Linked DNA regions of Mus musculus: region 1 is linked to region 2. A link is a contact called in public Micro-C data. All regions are on one chromosome and are shown on one strand. Each heading gives the region's core, a stretch centred on a gene start, on an enhancer-like site or on the middle of the called end of the contact. The rest is flanking DNA. Distances are from core to core; before and after follow the strand shown. Region 1 has its middle 110 kb from the start of Rbfox1. Region 2 has its middle 230 kb from the start of Rbfox1.

The links. A called contact is a pair of places that touch in the nucleus more often than the background predicts.
Region 1: a contact with region 2 is called in a Micro-C map of muscle stem cells, with 5 times the contacts expected there. The contact joins two enhancer-like sites. A contact is called at or near these places in 1 of 15 datasets of contacts at CTCF or cohesin (the NIH/3T3 cell line), 13 of 484 Hi-C or Micro-C datasets (3T3-L1-derived adipocytes, the C2C12 cell line, the N1E-115 cell line and 9 more) and 4 of 115 datasets of contacts at active chromatin or transcription factors (embryonic fibroblasts and embryonic stem cells).

Annotation. Positions count from the first base shown.
Region 1 is chr16:6,962,277-6,964,976 of GRCm38.p6, forward strand. It overlaps a transcript of Rbfox1 not described here. Among named protein-coding and RNA genes, the nearest start is that of Rbfox1, 110 kb to the right of the region's middle. Within about 2 kb of position 1,450, at least 55 of the 459 cell types and tissues checked have an H3K27ac peak or open chromatin away from gene starts, as enhancers often do. A contact at or near this core is called in cortical neurons and muscle stem cells, where this site is marked.
Region 2 is chr16:6,838,422-6,841,121 of GRCm38.p6, forward strand. It overlaps a transcript of Rbfox1 not described here. Among named protein-coding and RNA genes, the nearest start is that of Rbfox1, 230 kb to the right of the region's middle. Within about 2 kb of position 1,375, at least 12 of the 459 cell types and tissues checked have an H3K27ac peak or open chromatin away from gene starts, as enhancers often do. A contact at or near this core is called in cortical neurons and muscle stem cells, where this site is marked.

The DNA of each region.
Region 1 (2,700 bases), core at 200-2,699, 120 kb after region 2:
AAAGTTAAGGACTGTAACACACAGCAAATAAATAGAGATGCTTTTAATGAGCCACAAGATCGAGCTGAATAACTCAGAGAATGGTGGGTAAACACTGCCAACACTGGCCTCTGTTACAAGTAATTGATGAGTGCAGTTAGAAGTTTTGGGGGAAAGGGAGCCGCCGGCCATTGCAACTGTGCTCATTTATAAATGTGGGTGGTTTTTTGTTTGTTTGTTTGTTTGTTTTTTTCTGAAAGTTTCCTCTAGGTATGTTAAAGGATGTAATGTGCTATTGGAAAAAATTATGAGCGACTGAGAGTTTTGTAGTGCCTAGAAAATATGATGGAGCTGCTCTAGAAAGAAGGAAGAGGGAAGACGGGGGGTTAATTTTTACACACTATCAGACTGTCACCATTCACCCCTGCTCTGAGTACACCATGGAAACAGAACGGAGGAAATTGCTACTGTGTCGCTGGAAACATTCCACTCCTTTGAGAAAACCAGACGGATAATTTAATTATTTTTCTCTGTTTCTGAGATGAAAACATGACCTTCCACCAAAGGGACTTCCTGGTCTCTGAAAAAGCAAGCTCATTGGTCCAAGAGAGTTTCCTGGCCAAACTGATAAATATTACATCAAAAAGTTTCAATCAGTCATGTTCAATAGCTGTTTGACAGTGTTTCATAACCCAAATTCACAATGATTTTTTTAAATGTGGTTTATTTATTCAAGTTACATCAGCATTTAAAAACTGGAATGTCTCCCACAGAGATGAAAAAAATGTATGTTTAATGTCAGAGAACTTAATATGAATACCAAGCAAAAACAAAACTTAAATATCTACCAACTGCTCTACAACCTTCCATTTCCTCTAATTCCAGCGTTGGTCAGGAGTTCATTCTCATCTGAGAGAAGGATAACTAGATATGGCAGCCAGCAGTACCCTGGATCCCTCTCAGCTCACAGTTCCAGCATCTCCATCACATCATGATGATTATGATTCTACTTCTAAATTCTATGTCTTTCATGCCACGTGGCCCTGGATTTAGGGCTTACTTAATCTATTTTCACTCAAGGAAAGGGGAAGGCAATGCCATGCTACAGAAGAAGGTGGCCTCCCATCATGGTGCCAAATGGCGGCTGCTAGATAATTGTCTGTGATTTGACCATACATAGTGTACCAGCCTGTGATCACCTTGATTTCAGACCAGTCTCTGGAAAGATGAATATTGTTATGGAGCTATTTCCTTTGTATTGAGAGGCTCACATATGGAAAAAGAAGGGAACTCCTAAGACTTAGATTTCTTAGTCCTGGGAAGCTCTGGGATTTACAAGATCCACAGGGCTCTGACTAAGATCATGCAAACAGTAAACAGGAGACAAGGAGGCTCCAGAGGAGTGTGCCAGCCTTCTGGTGAGCTCTGGGGACGTGGCTTTTCTGAGTCATTGGTGAGGCCAGCTGGAGTGTACTTTCCTGCGATGCAACTGCCTTAGTCATCCATGCTTCTGGAGGTGAGCCCTCACCCATCCCCCTGTATGTAACCCCAGTTAACTCAATGATTCAGCAAACTAGACTTGCATGAAGTCCTTTCTGTGGCCCGACATCTTTGCACTATTTCAAGTGATGAACATTATTTATGCGTCCATACAACACACCAGTTTCCATCAAACAGAGACTAAAACTTCATCTTCTTTCAGTGTAGGATCTTTGCCTGTGGTTTTAGATCGCATGCCATGTGAATGAGGACTGTGGAGTAGTTTTTCGATTATGATTTCCTGAACTGGTCTCACAATCATCATAGATACCAGCTTTCTGTGGCATTTGTAGTCAGTGTCTGGTGTATAATAAATAAATCATAGCAGCCCAAGAACAGACATTTTGCATGGATGTCTTACTGTGTCAGGTTGCTTTCACTTCAAAGGTTCATTCTTCCTCGCGAACATTTCCAGGACATGTGTTCTAGAAATTCTAGTCTACTCATAGTTCAGAGAATGATAAGAAAGGAAGGAATACCTGCCCAACTAAGAAAACAACCTTTCACCCTCCGACTTTGGCAGTGAAGCGCTTCATTCGTCTGTGTTTTATAAAGCATTATCTGTGCCACTGAAAGGATGCAAATTAAAACACCTGCCTGGCACATTGTAGGGAGGGCAAGAAATCATTTGGAAATTTCCAGTATAATGTCTTCTCAGCCAGCAGGTTCCTCTCAGAAGGTGATGTTACTAATTACAAAATGGAAATGTCTGCCTTCTATCTCTTTTCTTTGTAATTCTCTCTCTCCTACCACACACACACACACACAGTAAGAAGTACTTGTGAATTTCAGTTCAGCTCACCATCTATCGAAGCTGGTTATTCCCCTAGAATGGTCCTGCCTCTTAGAGGTGAGATCAGAGAAAGTCAAGATGCTGACGACCAAGACATTGATCTCTCTTCCTGGAAGAGGCTGATTCATCTTCACAGATCCACGAGAACTGGCATCTCAGCGTGTCCAGCGACAAAATGGGTAGAAAATGACAGAATGCAGCTGAGGCTTCTAAGCCTGGGTTTTCTCCTGCGAGGAAAAGGGAAAAAGGCTGGGTGTTCTTTTTGCCATCCTTAGGCAGCCTGTCAGTCATCTAACAGTCCTGTGTGAAGACCTGAAGCCAAGTTTTGAATACTCTCTGTCACTCCTTACTGCTGATCTCATGAAAGACACTGGTGAATATTCAGCTAG
Region 2 (2,700 bases), core at 125-2,624:
TCTTTGACTCATTAGCCCCGAGCATGCCCTGCCTAAAAATTACAAGAGTGCGCCTCCATACCCAGGAGTTTCTTTATGTGGGTTTTGTGGATCCAAGCAACATCCTCTGGTTTGCAAAGCCAGTTGTGGACTTCACTGACTGCTCCATCACACCAGCCCTATGATTTGCATATTTTCCAGCTGAGGACTTTGTGTCTAAGTGCCATTTCTTTGTGGTTTCCATTGCTGTGCTTCTGTTGGTCACTATTTTACAAAAAGACATGGTCATTGCTCCTCCCACCCCCTTGCCTATTATGCATCATGATGGTCCTGTCTATGGGATACGTTAACAGGTGCCTCACCACCTGCTCAGCTCTGTAGATGACTCCACAATTTAGCTAACGCACTTTAATTATTTAGGTGACATTTTGCTTTATGTAGTTTTAAGGAGAAATATAAATGAATGAGAGACTTAATTCCATGGTTTCCTCTGTATGATGTATAAAGATGAGACTAATGACCAAGACTCCACTCAGAGCACAAGTTCATCTTCTCCCTTTCCCTTAAAGGCTACCATGTGTTTTAATATTAATTTCTCCCTTATCCATATATCAATAATTGAGTTCTGCATCAATTAATATGCTGGGCAAATTGTATTCCCCGTCCTCTCCTTCACGATGCATTTCAGTAATGGAGATAATTTTCAAGATAAAGTATACAATTTAAAATGGATTAAAAAAGAACAACTAATAAAGGGGAATTGATTCATGGGCAAAATTTTTTGGATAATTTCAGGAAATCTTAGCTGTGCATCTAGCCTGTGCATTTTCTAAGGAGAGCTTGTCAACATGATCAAGTTTTATGCACCCTGCAAAATTTTCCAGGTCTGTAATTGCACAGGATGAGGGAAAAGAAGTAATAAACACACACACAGCGACACACACACAAACACACACACACGCTCGCTCTCGAGCATACACACACACACACACACACACAAGCATACCTACATGACATACATAGAAGAATGCACACTTACACATATGTACACACACTTAAACACATATACACATGCATGCTTGCATTCTCCACATGCAACAAAATCAGCCGTGCTGCTGGGAACATGTGCACAATTCCTTCCCTTGGTTTAAGAAGGCTAAACATTCATGCCAGCAAGTCTTCGGAGCTTTCCATTTGCTGACTGTTGCTGGTGGGGGTTGGCTTTTCTTTTGATTTGATAGACTGGCACACAGGCTTCCAAGGCTATCTGTTCCTTTCCCCCTCCCAGATTCCGATACAAACCCAAGCTGAGAGCCAAGCAAGGCAGACATGGACAGGCAGCAGCTGCTGCAGCAAGCAAGACCCACAGTCTCTAAGCCCGCAGTGACACGATGGAGCCGGTAGATGGCTGTAGACAAGTGTGCTGAGCATGTGGAGCGAAGAGGAATGAGTCTGGGGAGGCCTTGACCTAACTGGATGCTGCTTTTATCTGAAGTACATTTAAAGAGATAAAGGGGAAGCCGGGAGAGGCACATGTTCTTTTCTCTGCAGCTGGAGCTTCGACTTAAAAAAAAAATCTCCGAGTCGCCAGCTCTGTGCTGATATGCTTGCCTCTGAGGATCAACCCTCCAGTAAATTCCTCCAGTAGGGACTTTGGGAATCTCCTCCTCGCTGTCAGGATTTGCTATAGCACCTGCCTTTACTGATCATACCAGGCTATTATTGTTATTATTATTTTTTATTGTTACTGTTATCATTATCACCCTCACCACTAGCGGTCTCAACAGTGTCTGTGTTCCCACTATGCTTGCTGCCTGAAGTACTAGATTTGCTCATGAGACAGCCACCCCAAGAATTCTTACCTAAGCAGTCTTGACTAGAGCGAGAAGAAAAGGCAAGAGTTAGGAAGGGAAAGGAAAGAGGGGGAGGGAGGAGGAGAGGGGAGGGAGAGGAGGAGAGGAGAGAGAGAGAGGAGAGAGAGAGAGAGAGGGAGAGAGAGAGAGAGAGAAGCAAGCAGCCCGGAGCAAGTCACTCCACACACGTTGCCACTGAAGGAATGCTGTCCTGATAAACTCATAAACAATCATAGCAAACCTGGTGTAAGGAAATAAGAGGGACTCTGAGGACTTGGCAGGAAAAGGCAAGAATCTCTACCGAGTGGTTTTCAGTTTTTCTTCCAGATACTCTTGGTGAAGTGAGGAGACTTCTGTTTGCTGACAGAGCCTTTGATTTCTCTTGCAAGATGATGATGTATTTGTGGGTAGGTAGTCTCTCTCTCTCTTTCTCTCTCTCTCTCTCTCTCGCTCTCTCTCTCATTCTCTCTGTCTTTCTCTGATTAATAAATTGACTTCGGGTATAAAAATTGCAGCCTAGAGTAATCGTATTTCGTGTAAGGTGATTATGCCGATGCAGGATAATCTTGCATGGCTACGGTACATGTGCAGGCTTTTCCAGTGGGAGTTAGGCAAGACTTGCTTCATTAGTGCTGAGCTACAATTTTATTTTCACGTGCGAAGGGAAACAAAAAAAAATGTGTGTGTATGTGTGTCCGCACACGTACATGTGGGTACGTGTACAATGTGCATGTGTGGAGTAGGGGAATATGTTGCTTTCTCTCTCTTTTTTTTGAGACATTGGTGGTGAATTCAGAGTAAAGAGCAGATCTAGGAATGTCGTTTTAAGCATGGAGCAAATTCTCTCTCACTTGTAGCTGCGTAGAAT